2 separate regions of the Capra hircus genome follow, and region 1 is linked to region 2. The links are chromatin contacts, called in public Hi-C maps. All regions are on one chromosome and are shown on one strand. The core of a region is the stretch at or near the end of the contact, and the rest is flanking DNA. Distances in the headings are between cores, read along the strand shown. Region 1 has its middle 28 kb from the start of TRNAG-UCC. Region 2 has its middle 19 kb from the start of GPR135.

The links. Hi-C and Micro-C count contacts between places; a contact is called where the count stands out from the background.
Region 1: a contact with region 2 is called in a Hi-C map of blood, with 4 times the contacts expected there. The contact joins two enhancer-like sites. A contact is called at or near these places in 2 of 5 Hi-C or Micro-C datasets (both in blood).

The regions. Positions count from the first base shown.
Region 1 is chr10:31,806,323-31,812,644 of ARS1.2, forward strand. No RefSeq gene overlaps it. Among named protein-coding and RNA genes, the nearest start is that of TRNAG-UCC, 28 kb to the right of the region's middle. Within about 2 kb of position 2,744, at least 2 of the 5 cell types and tissues checked have an H3K27ac peak or open chromatin away from gene starts, as enhancers often do.
Region 2 is chr10:31,503,429-31,510,419 of ARS1.2, forward strand. No RefSeq gene overlaps it. Among named protein-coding and RNA genes, the nearest start is that of GPR135, 19 kb to the left of the region's middle. Within about 2 kb of position 1,288, at least 1 of the 5 cell types and tissues checked has an H3K27ac peak or open chromatin away from gene starts, as enhancers often do.

The DNA of each region.
Region 1 (6,322 bases), core at 1,494-3,993, 300 kb after region 2:
AAGTCTCTCGGCTTCTTAAAAACAGAATATGAAAAGGCTCCTTTAGACATGGGAATGGTCATGAGTGGCTCACAGGATCTCCTTCTAAAACACAAATAAGCTGCCTCACAAGTTCCCTCTGGTGGGTCCCAGATTTCCTATTTACTCCAGGCATTTGAAGTCTGTTTACAATATTTCTAGGGATTATTGTCAGTGTGAAGTGGGGATTAATGCATTCTTTTAGGACACAGAGCCTAGGTCAGTTTTCAGCTTCTCTGAAGACAGCAGAATTGCCTGGATGGCTATTTAGGAAACGTGTCTTAATTTGAGACTTGTACAAATACGTGATGGTCCAGCCTTGAGCCTCAGCACGTGGGCTCAGTTACCCAGTTTTACAGGAGCAAATCTCTTTGCAGAAGCCTAATCCCAGGGCTACATCCACTGCAGAACTTTAATAATCTCCTAGGGAATCTCACACTCACATTCCAAAATAAAGACTGCATTTGAGAGGCCCGACATCAACACTAAAGAACTGAATAGGCTCGGGGGCCAGTTTTACTCTTGAGGTTCTCAAGTTCTCCCTTGTTTTCTACTCTAAGACCTAATTTTATGTTAATCTCTAGCACCCCACCCCCACCACCTCTGTCAGCCATTTTCATCTGGCTGAAGGCATTTAATTATTAAGCTCTTCAATTTCATTAAAATGTTTTCTTTCACATTCCAAATAATAAAATGGCACAATTAAGCTAAGCACCATGGCAGACAATCTGTAACAAAGAAAAGAAACCCGTCAGATACTATGTATTAGGGAATTCCAGGTTGGGAAGAAAAAAAAAGATGTGATGAATCCTGGTAGCTTTTTTGTCTTAGGTTTATTTATCACAAAGCAACTTGAAGAGATGATCAGCTTTCTTCTTTTTATTTATGAAAGGACAGGGTTGTGGTTGTTAAGTAAATCCCATTCTCTGGCTTTCCCACTTAGCTCATGTTTCCAGCTCAAAGCATCATAAATAACCAATGAAGAAAAAAAAAATACTGCCTAAACGTTAGGAGACAATTTCCATAAACGTTCCCATTAAAAATGCATGATCGGTATGAAGACTTAATTTAGTCAGCGCAGTGTTTTGCTGTGGTCATATATTTTTTTTTTTTTGCATTGTCTGTCTTAGCTATTTAACTTTGAAGCCCACTAAAGATGAAAAATGGGCATTTATGGAGCAGGCACATATGGCTTTAGCGGTTCAGTTGCTGACCTGGCATTTCCCCCTGTGTAGCATCAGCCATTGTGTTCTCAGCAGTGAGCTTTAACCAGCAAAAGAATCTCAAACTTGAGAGGTGGTGGAGAGCAGAGGAACGGCAGATGTTCAGTGATGGTACAGACATTGACTGTATTATTTCTTTTGCCTGTAAATAAACTAACACACAGGCTTCCCAGGTGCCGATAGTGGTAAGAGACTCTGGTTCAATCTCTGGGTTGGGAAAATCCCCTAGAGGAGGGCATGGCAACCCACTCCAGTATTCTTGCCTAGAGAATCCCGTGAACACAGGAGACTGGCGGGCTCCATAAAGTCCATAGGGTCGCAAAGAGTTGGACATGACTGAAGCCACTTGGCATGTGTGCGCAAACTAACACACAGCTAACTGCTCCTTCTGCCCTGTCTATGTGAGTTCTAGAGTTGTGCAACATTTTGCCAGAGATGCTCACTGAGATTACTGAGCTTTCTGAGTCAGAGTCTAGTAAACTAGATTTTCATTTCATGGAAACCAAATAAGAGCCTTCGCATGATGCACAGAAGGACCTAGAAAAGGCTACTCATTACTATCATTGCTGTTTAAGCCAGCTAAGGAGCTTCTGGTTAATTAGCATGTTTTTGGTCATAACATGCTAGTAAATATCCTGAAATGCAGATTGTGAAAAGTTAAAGTTGGGAATATAAGCAATATAAGTCCCCTTTTTTTTTCTTGGCTGTCAAACTTTTGTTAAGTGTGGGTAGGCTGCTGAGGTTTCTGTGGGAAATGTCATGTTGGCCTTGGGAGGATTGCAAGGCTCAAGTTGGGCGTAATCCGGGATCTTGGAGTCTGGAGCTGTTTGGCTGCCTGGGAAGAAGTGTTGAGAAAAGTCCCCTTTATTTCCACTGGGATGGGGCCATGCCAAGACTTATTTTCTTTGCCTTCCAGCACCAAAAGTGTAAGGGCTTGAGATATTTCAAGCCAAACAAGTAAATGTGGTGAAGAAAATGGCCATGAAAAGCTAAGGATAAAGACCCCACAGTTAGATAGGAAGCAGTATGTTTAGTGTCTCTGAGAAAAGATCCAGGAGAATCTAGGTAGATTGGGGCCAGAATTTTAAAACAAATTCTGATCAGTTTATGAATAAAGTTCTTCTTCCAGAGTATATTCCAAATTTTTTAAGGGTTGAGGTCCTTTGCTTCTCTGTGTCTTCCACATGAAACTTTCAGCAAGGAACCGTCCTCATTGTAACAGTTCAATACATCTATGGACTCATACGCTACTTACAAAATACTCTTCTTGTGTTTTGCCTCTGTGTATATTTTGAATACAGGCTTCTTTGGTGGCTTAGTTGTAAAACCTGCCTGCTAATGCAGGAGACATGGGTTTGATTCCTGAGCTGTGAAGATCCCCTGGAGAAGGACATGGCACCCCACTCCAGTCTTCTTGCCTGGGAAATCCCATGGACAGAGGAGCCTGGTGGGCTATAGTCCATGGGATCGCAGAGTCAGGCACAGCCTAGTGACTAATCAACAAGATATTTGGACTGTGATGACAAACTTAGAAGCTTAGCCAAGTCACTTTCTGTTCTGTAAAGGATTCCTATGAATTCAATGTAAAATGAGTTTAGAAATAACCACACCTAGTCTGTCCCCAGAGAAGGCAATGACACCCCACTCCAGTACTCTTGCCTGGAAAATCCCGTGGATGGAGGAGCCTGGTAGGCTGCAGTCCATGGGGTCGCCGAGAGTTGGATACGACTGAGTGACTTCACTTTCACTTTTCACTTTCATGCACTGGAGAAGGAAATGGCAACCCACTCCAGTGTTCTTGCCTGGAGAATCCCAGGGACGGGGGAGCCTGGTGGGCTGCCGTCTATGGCGTAGCACAGAGTCGGACACGACTGAAGCGACTTAGCAGCAACAACAGCAGCAGCAGTTTCTGTCCTGCCAGGAACCTTTCGGATCTGAAAAGTTTGGAGAAGCAACATTGCCACCTTCTGGTAGATATGTGTCATATTTCTTTCCCACTGATGGCACTCCTGCCCCTTCATAGTTTGTATTTATGTCAGTAAAGGTTTAATTTGCTTTGAAGTTTTGCCAACTTAAAATCAAGTCTAAATAATATCTTAGATAAGACACATGACTATTAAAGCCCTGTAAATAAGGCCCTTGACTAGGAGAAGGTTATGATTTTGATACTAAAGAAAATCTTACTCCAGGCCCACTGTGATGTCAGTTTTAAGACCTACTATATTGCTAGGGTATTCTCATAGACCTTTAGCATGACCACGAATGTTCTGGCATTAGGGCTAGGGATTATGGGAGTGGGTAAAGGAAGACTATGATGAAAAATTCACAGACAAGTTTAGTAGTCATGAAAAAAAAGGTGGTCATCCTGCCTAAAGTGGTGAAGAAGTGAACAAGACTTAGCACACTGTGTTTTCGGATTTTCCGCAGCTGTGTTTACAGCTCATCTTACTTGGGGTTAAATATTTTCTGATACAGGAGTAATTGTGACTGTAACTATAAATTCCAGGAGATAGTTCCCTGGAACCTTATGTGGACTCAAAGCTTCCATTGGAGTTAGGCATATAGCTGGTATAAACAAGTTTCAGTTTCCTGAATGAATGACTGAAAATATCTTTTCTTCTATGATTCACCTCTAAAATACTCTGCTGGTACTCTGAAATATTGCTGGAAGAGAAAATAGCTAATTTTTCTAATCTTTCTTATCGATTCTCCAATCCAAACCCAACGGCAATTCATAAGGACAAAGTGCTTCTAAATTGATCCTATTCATTTATCTTCTTCTTGATCCATTTAAGGAAATATTGAAGATGTTAGAATAAGCATATGAGACTAATATCTTTTCAAGGAAAGGCTGCAACCATTGGGGATTATTTGCCTATAGAAATATATGCACCTTTGACTAGGTTGTTTCATAATTCTGCAGAGGTGAAAGTTACCTTGTAGAAAACTGAGAGCAATGCAAATATGCCAATAAACATACACATAAGTTTTGTGCAGGGGAGGGTTAATTAACTTTCTTCCTCTCTCCCTAAAAAATTCACCAGTTTTTTGTTTCCATTTGCAAATTATTTTCAATATTCCTAGATTACCTTCCAGTGTTATCAGTGTTTAACTTCTAAAATCCAATAGAAAGCTGAGCGCTGAAGAATTGATGCTTTCAAATTGTGGTGCTGGAGAAGACTCTTGAGAGTCCCTTGGACCGCAAGGAGATCCAACCAGTCTATCCTAATGGAAATCAACCCTGAATATTCATTGGAGGGACTGATGTTGAAGCTGAAGCTCCAATACTTTGGCCACCTCATGCGAAGAGCTGACTCATTGGAAAAGACCCTGATGCTGGAAAAGATTGAAGGCAAAAGGAGAAAGGGGAGGAGGCAGAGGATGAGATGGTTAGATAGCATCACCAACTCAATGAACATGAGTTTGAGCAAACTCTGGGAGATAGTGAACGACAGGAGAGGCTGGTGTGCTGCAGTCCATGGGGTCACAAAGAGCCAGATGACTTAGTGACTGAACAACAATATCCAGTAGAGGGCATGAAAGGAATTGTTTGGCTTACTATTTGAAGACAGGATTTAAATACTGAAATGGAAAAGCACATGGATTATATATTGCAATTTTCACACAGGGCCATCTTTAAATACCAACCTGAACTATATTGCAACCTTTACTTTTTCTTATTTCCTATCTATATCCTTCATTTAACATAAATACTTGTCTCATGGCTCTAGAATTAGATCTATTATATTTATAAAGCACAGATGAAATCATTAAGTAAAATATCAATGATTTAGAATGGATAAACAACAAAGTCCTACTGTATAGCTGAGGCAAATATATTCATATCCTGTGATAAACTATAACGAAAATAATATGAAAAAGAATATATAGACAAATAAATGAATCACTTTGCTATACAGCTGAAATTAACAAAACATTGTAAATTAACTATACTTTAATAAAATTAAAATGTATAAATCAGTAATTTGTATTCAGATCTATTAGAGACATACAAGAAAAACATACAAAACTGTAGTCCATGATGACATGGTATTCACAAGAAGCAAAGTACCATCTTCTGGTGGAAACTGTCCTTTAGAATACTGCACTATGCCCAGGGTCCCTAAACTCAGAACCCCTGTCCTGAAATGCAACCAGTGGTGCACAGGCTTCCTTCTGTGTCCATCTGTGCCAGACCTATGCAACCTGGGAGCAAGGAAAACTGATGCAAACGTGCTGATGCTCTTGCTGCTTGCTAGGTCATAATAATAAAGCCTTTGGTCTCTGATCCAGGAATATCATGTTTGTTTGTTTTTTTAACAGCACCCACAAAATCGTGACAGGCTAACTTGTTATATTTTAAGTAAGCTACACTCTCAGAATCTTCACAGTTCTTGACACTATATAAAAGCATCTTTACCACAGGTTCAATAATTCTTTTTTTCCTTAGCCCAAGTTCTTGCCTGGTGAAATCAACAATGACCAAGGAAAGAAGTAGGTGGCTTGATCAGGATCACTGAGCTAGTTCCAAGCTGAGTCTAGAACCCTGCACTGATGACTTCTAGCCCTCTGCTCTTTTTGTCAGGCTTTGGCACTTGGCTAAACATTCCAGGAAAAGAATGTACAAAGAGAACATAATTTTATCAGAATAATTAGACAATCCACCTTGCAAAAGAAACACTTTCTATTGGGCCATTGGATCTTGAACCAAGTCATCCTTAAGCCAACTTCTCTAGTAGTTTTCCCATGTAAAGATTTACAGACTGCATCATTTTCACAGACAATTTGAGCTTATGGACTGTCTAACGATACACAGCATGTATGAAGGAAACAGAGTAGAAACTACATTGCCAACAAGCCCTGGCACAGATGGACGTGCTAAGCTGGTGCATAAGTGAGGAATTCTGCACAGGAATATCAGGTCATGGTACTCACTGGTAGCCACTGGATGGACTATGGGAGACAGGCTAGATTCTATTTGGGGCAGATTGTAGCAATGGGGCAAAACTGGGAGAGAAATACAAGAAGTAACTTCATTCAAAATATCATTGCCTTATAAGTTGTTCAGTGCCTCTTGGTCA
Region 2 (6,991 bases), core at 38-2,537:
ATGAATGCCCAATGTGCTCCATGAAATCTCTCCATCTCTGGTTTGCCTATAGCTCCAGCATCATCCAGTCTAGTGTGATTTCAAATATCTGCATTCATTCATCTCCAGTTTTACCATAGTCACCCTCTCCTAGGGCTCATGGCAATTTTTTTCTACATATTTACACCCCAGTTCTGTAACAAAGATCTATGGACGAATCCCTGTGCTGACTTCTGTCTCCCTATATCACGTCCTTTTTCGCTATACTCTGGCTTGCTAATTCCAGTTTTCCACCTGTTTTTCACTGCAGTGGACACTTGGGTGTTGGGGACTGTCAGCTGAAGGTACTTTCTTTTCTACCCCGTACCTCTGAGTGAGGTCTGGGCTACTGGCCTGAGCCCCTGAAAGTATAACACCATAGCAGGAGTTTTAAGTTGTGTGTCTGAGTAGTGCAACTAAATTTTCCTCAGTTTTTTTTTTTAAACTGTATGTCAGTCTTACCTTTTAATCATAGTTATTTTAGCATTTGCTCTCTTGGATTCAGATAATTTTTTTATATCCTTATCTGTTTATCCTCTCCACATGACTGAAGGAGTAGAGGATAAATCTTTATCATAACACTCTTGTCCCTGAATGTTCCTCCTTCAGCTAAATCTCCCTGTATGCTGGTGAAGAAAGCACAAGCCACCAGAATCTGACAGTTGTTAATCATGTTTGTTCACGAAGTTGAGCTGGCTGATCCGGGTGGCTCGAACCTCTCCCTCAAAGCATGTGTGTTTGCTAAGTCACTTCAGTTGTGTCCGACTCTTTGTGACCCTATGGACTTGTAGCCCTCTAGGCTCCTCCGTCCATGGGATTCTCCAGGCAAGAATACTGGAGTGGGTTGCCATGCCCTCCTTCAGGGGATCTTCCCACCCCAGGGGCTGAACCCATGTCTCATGTTTCCTGCATTGGCAGGGTTCCCACTAAGTGGTCCAGTTTAAAAGTCAACAGTTGTCAGTCACCTTGTTTTCTTGCCAAAGAATCTAACAGTCCGTTTAACTTAAAAAAAAAAATGCTGTTAACCCTTGTTAACTCTGCTTTACCTTTAGCTACAAAGTCTATAGACAAGCCAAAGGAGAGATAGCAGAGGTCACCATTCCCTGTTAGTCGTTCAGTGCCTGCTGACCTCTGCATGTCAGGGGCTCACCAGAAATACATAGATTCTTGCAAGCACTACTATAGGTGCTCCCACTGTGAATGAGGAAAAAACTAAGACATTTTACCTGTGATTTGAATGACTGAAGTACTACTAACTCCCCACAAGGAGGCTCCATCATCAAGTACAATTCTCAAAAAGGGAAAGGATCAACCATTTTAAAAGTGTCACAACGTGGTACATTTAAGTGCTTTAACATTCTTGTTCACAATTTGGTTCTCATAAAAATACAGTAGCATCTTAGTGCTATTTAAGTTAATGCAAAGTTAAGGCAAATGGATCATGTGTTAGTTAATGTTAGTTATTTCCAACTCTTTGCAACCCCATGGACTGTAGCCTGCCAGGATCCTCTGGCATGGAATTCTCCAGGCAAGAATACTGGAGTGAGTAGCCATTCCCTTCTCCAGATCTTCCAGGGATCGAACTCAGGTCTTTTGTATTGCAGGCAGATTCTTTACTGTCTGAGTCACCAGAAAAGCCCTGGTTATGTTAATGTATTACACCCATAATTTAAATTAAGCTGAGGGCATAGAGTGAAACTGAGTGTGGGATAGAGAAGGTTAAAGGGTGCTAATTATTTTTTAAAACTCTATAAAAATTTAAAACAATTTGCTTATGCTTCGGTTATTACATTTTCTCCGGCAGTTGTCACACAGGTTCAACTTTGGCTTTCTAAGTCAAGTAAGAAAATTTATTAATCTTTGCCTAAATTCTTTGCCTTTATAAGGCAACACTATTACCTGTTTGGTAGCACACAGGGCTGTGGCATTATATCACTCTTTAAAACTGAAGCAGTGAATACTTCTTATTGGATGATGTAATCTTTTAAAATATTGGTAATAATATTTCTAAATAGCCAAAAAGTTAGTTGACGTATTTAATCAGAAATGCAGACTAAATGATTATTTATACAATTAATATCTGTGTCAACACAGGATGTTAAAACTAGATGTGTGGTTTAACATTATACAGTGTTGCAACATTTTTTGCCTCCTAATTCTCTGAAAAAAAGAACTTATAAGTAAGACTAATGCTATGCATGTTCAAATCATTCATTTAATAAATGATTAAATCATTCATTTCATAGCATGTGTTGATAAAGTGTCAGGGCAACGGAGAGACAGGTTTCTTTATGTGGAAAATAGAATGAGGCTTCTAATTTGGGAGTTCTAGTCTTCTAAGACTTTATCCTTTAGAGTGAGATTTTGGATTTAGTTAGAATTTACTAGAGCCTCTGCTGGGTCCTCTGCTTACATCGCTTATTTCATATCTGTGGGCCCGATATTGCTATTCCCATTCCACAGATGAAGAGACTGAGATTCAAGGAAACAACTTATTCAGGATCACATAGGCAGCTAAACAACAACTAGAATTGGAAGTACTGGAACCCCCAGCAGGAGTGGGGGTGGGTAGGGATGAGGTATGGGAGGGAGGATGATGTGAAATGAGCCTACTCTCTCATCTGAGAGCTCTGAAAGCTGTGGTTTATCTCTGTTAGCATGTCTCCCTCGTCTTCATCAGGCTCTCTGCTGCCAGATGGAGCTTGACTTTTTTTTTTCCAGTTTGAATTTCAGCATCAATATTATATTTGAAATTGAAGAGTAAAATTGACATCTGTGATAACTTGTTAAACGATGACTGGGTGCCCAGGCAACCAGCTCCTGAACATCCGTCCTCTCTTCCTAAGGGTCAGGACTGTGCGTGGCTCCTCTGATGATAGGGTCATCCTCGTGGCCACGTCTCAGGGCAGCCTGAGCCAGGTGGTCAGGGACTGACAGACTCACGCATGTCCCTGTGCGCCTGGAGGAACCTGGTTTCCTTGGAGATGCTCAGGCTGCCTGATGAGCTCCACCCCTTCCCTCGTTGAGCACACACAGCCTGACTAGAATGGAGTAAACCTGCGTGGCTGGGGAGCCCCTCCAGTCGTCCCAGCAGGAAGGATAGGAGACTGCATTAAAGCTTGCTTCTATTGCTTTTACCTTGCAGGCAGACCCACCTCTTGAGAGGAAAGCAATTCTCTCAGTTCTTTGGAAATGGAAAGGGAATCTTACGGTCTTAAGGCTAAGACAGATTGACCTCAGATTATCCATACAGACTGCCTCTGGGAATGGGGTTTGGTCAGTTTCTCTTACAAGTAATGCACAATCAGACAAGGGCTGGATGCGAATGCTTTTCGGTTGTGGATTCTTTCTCTTAACTTTGTGAGACCTACAAGAGAACAACAGACATTAATCCCCCACTCCCAGACATTAATAAATATTTAAGTCGGGTCAATTCAGGGCTTCCTGACTAAAAATGTAAAACATGAGAGGTGGAATAGCAAATGTGGTCATGTGTAAAGGTTCTATTGTCTTTTACTGAAATTCTCTGAGTATCTCCTAAACTTCTTCCTGTGACATACTTTGAAGGGAGAAGGTAAGGAGGGGGGAAGAAATCTCTTGCTAAAGGAAGATAAAGGGAAGAAAGAAGAGGGGCCTGACAAGGGGATAACAAGTTCTTGAAAAAAGAAAGAGAGAAAGAAGTTGGCTGCAATTACAGGGTGTCAGATGAGCAACAAAAATATTAGTCTGAAATATTTACTGAGCACCTACTATGTGCACACTCTCAGTTAGACTGCAGGTGAAAGCAGGGGAACAAACAATTGTTTTGTCTTACAGAGCGTGTAGGTTGAGAGAAGCACAAAATCTGTTTAAAGTAGGATGCTAATAAATCCTTAGCTCATTCTGTTTTACTCTATTACTCTCATCCCCCGTAGCTTTATCCACGTTGTACATTTTGCTCAGTGGCGTCTGACTCTTTGCAACCCCATGGACTGTAGCCGTGACAGACTCCTCTGTCCTCCACTGTTTGCTGGAGTTTGCTCAAATTCATGTCCACTGAGTCAATGATGCTATCTAACCATCTCATCCTCTACCACCCCCTTCTCCTGTTACCTTTAATCTTTCCCAGCATCAGGGTCTTTTTCATAAACCTAAGTAAATAGAAATGAATTTACTCTGGTCTATTAGGACATAACATTGCATAAATTTTTTTTTTCCAATTTAACTTTCTTTTTGCTTTCCTAGTTGATGTAATGTTTTTGTATTCCTGCATGTCTACATATTTTAAAAGAGCTGATAAAAAATGTATTTGTTCCCAGTTAAGCTAGTTAATCAACCTCTTCGCAAAAATTTTCCTGAGCAACAGTTCAGTTCAGTTCAGTCGCTCAGTTGTGTCTGACTCTTTGCGACCCCATGAATCGCAGCACGCCAGGCCTCCCTGTCTATCACCAACTCCCGGAGTTCTCTCAGACTCACGTCCATCGAATCCATGATGCCATCCAGCCATCTCATCCTCGGTCGTCCCCCTCTCCTCCTGCCCCCAATCTCTCCCAACATCAGAGTCTTTTCCAATGAGTCAGCTCTTCGCATGAGGTGGCCAAAGTACTGGAGCTTCAGCTTTAGCATCATTCCTTCCAGAGAAATCCCAGGGCTGATCTCCTTCAGAATAGACTGGTTGCATCTCCTTGCAGTCCAAGGGACTCTCAAGAGTCTTCTCCAACACCACAGTTCAAACGCATCAATTCTTTGGCACTCAGCCTTCTTCACAGTCCAACTCTCACATCCATACATGACCACAGGAAAAACCATAGCCTTGACTAGACGGACCTTAGTCGGCAAAGTAATGTCTCTGCTTTTGAATATACTATCTAGGTTGGTTATAACTTTTCTTCCAAGGAGTAAGCATCTTTTAATTTCATGGCTGCAGTCACCATCTGCAGTGATTTTGGAACCCCCAAAAAATAAAGTCTGACACTGTTTCCACTGTTTCCCTGTCTATTTCCCATGAAGTGATGGGACCAGATGCCATGATCTTTGTTTTCTGAATGTTGAGCTTTAAGCCAACTTTTTCACTCTCCTCTTTCACTTTCATCAAGAGGCTTTTTAGTTCCTCTTCACTTTCTGCCATAAGGGTGGTGTCATCTGCAACATGTAGAGTAAAAAAAGTCAGTCAGGAGTGGATTTTGTTTTATATCAGTAATTGGAATAGATGTCAGACAAAACCTGAAATTAAACATAGTGTTGGATTTAGCATGAAACGGATAACAGTCTATCAAAAAAATAAGAAATCAAGTGCTTGTGTACCAAAGCGTTCAAGTCAATAAGAGAGGTAAACTTGAGGTCAGTGCTGTCATAAGTTCTATATTATAGAGTCCAGATTGTTCTTTGCTTTGGAGCCAAAAACACTGATGAACTTTGAATCTACAACTTACCTTTTAAATGATCAAACTGTAGGTGCGATAGACAAATATTTGACAACCAGTATGGTTTTCTTGGTAGCTCAGGTGGTAAAGGATCAGCCTGTAATGAAGGAGACCCCAGTTCAATTCCTGGGTCAGGAAGATCCCCTGGAGAAGGGATAGGCTACCCACTCTTGCATTCTTGGGCTTCCCTGGTGGTTCAGATGGTAAAGAATCCGCCTGCAATGTGGGAGACTGGGTTTGATCCCTGGGTTGGAAAGATACCCTGGAGGAGGGCATGGCAACCCACTCCAGTATTCTTGCCTGGAGAAGCCCCATGGACAGAGGATCCTGGCCGGCTACAGTCCATGGGGTCTCAGAGTCAGACAGGACTGAGGGACTAAGCACATGGATGGACACAGATGCCATGCTGGCTATCTTAAAATGCATTTTGGGGTGCCTCTTGCTTATTTAACTTATGTGCAGAGTACATCATGTGAAATGCTGGGCTGGATGAAGCACAAGCTGGAATCAAGATTGCCAGGAGAAAGATCAATAACCTCAGATATGCAGATGACACCACCCTTATGGAAGAAAGTGAAGAAGAACTAAAGAGCCTCTTGATGAAAGTGAAAGTGGAGGGTGAAAAGTTGTCTTAAAATTTCAGCATTCACAAAACTAAGATCATGGCATCCAGTCCCGCCAGTTCATGGCAAATAGATGGGGAAACAATGGAAAGAGTGAGAGACTTTATTTTTGGGGGGCTCTGAAATCACTGCAGATGGTGACTGCAGCCATGATATCAAAAGATGCCTGCTCCTTGGAAGAAAAGCTATGACCAACCTAGACAGCATATTAAAAAGCAGAGACATTACCAACAAAGGTCCATCTAGTCAAAGCTATGGTTTTTCCAGTAGTCATGTATGGATGTGAGAGTTGGACTGTGAAGAAGGCTGAGTGCTGAAGAACTGATGCTTTTGAACTGTGGTGTTGGAGAAGACTCTTGAGAGTCCCTTGGACTGCAAGGAGATCCAACCACTCCATCCTAAAGGAAATCAGTCCTGAATATTCATTGAAAGGACTGATGCTGAAGCTGAAACTCCGATACTTCGGCCACCTGATGTGAAGAACTGACTCATTAGAAAAGACCCTGATGCCGGGAAAGACTGAAGGTCGGCGGAGAAGGGGACAACAGGGGATGAGTTGGTTGGATGGCATCACTGATGCAATAGACATGAGTTTGAGTGAGCTCTGGGAATTGGTGATGGACAGGGAAGCCTGGCGTGCTGCAGTCCATGGGGTCGCAAAGAGTCAGACACGACTGACTGACTGAACCGAACTGAACCTGGCTGAATAAATATCCATCCTAATAATGCGGAAACTGACAGATGGTTCACATGGAATGAAATTCCCTCCTTGGCCCGTTTAAAAAGGAAGCTACTCCTTTGGAAGAAAGTTAATGTGACTGACTTGCTCCTCAAACAGCACAGCTGACATGAAAAGAGAGCATGTTGCTCCTGAAGAGATTCTCTGTTTTTGAACTTTTAAAATATGTTGGCATTCTGATTGTCAACACTATGTAGAAAAGATGTGGA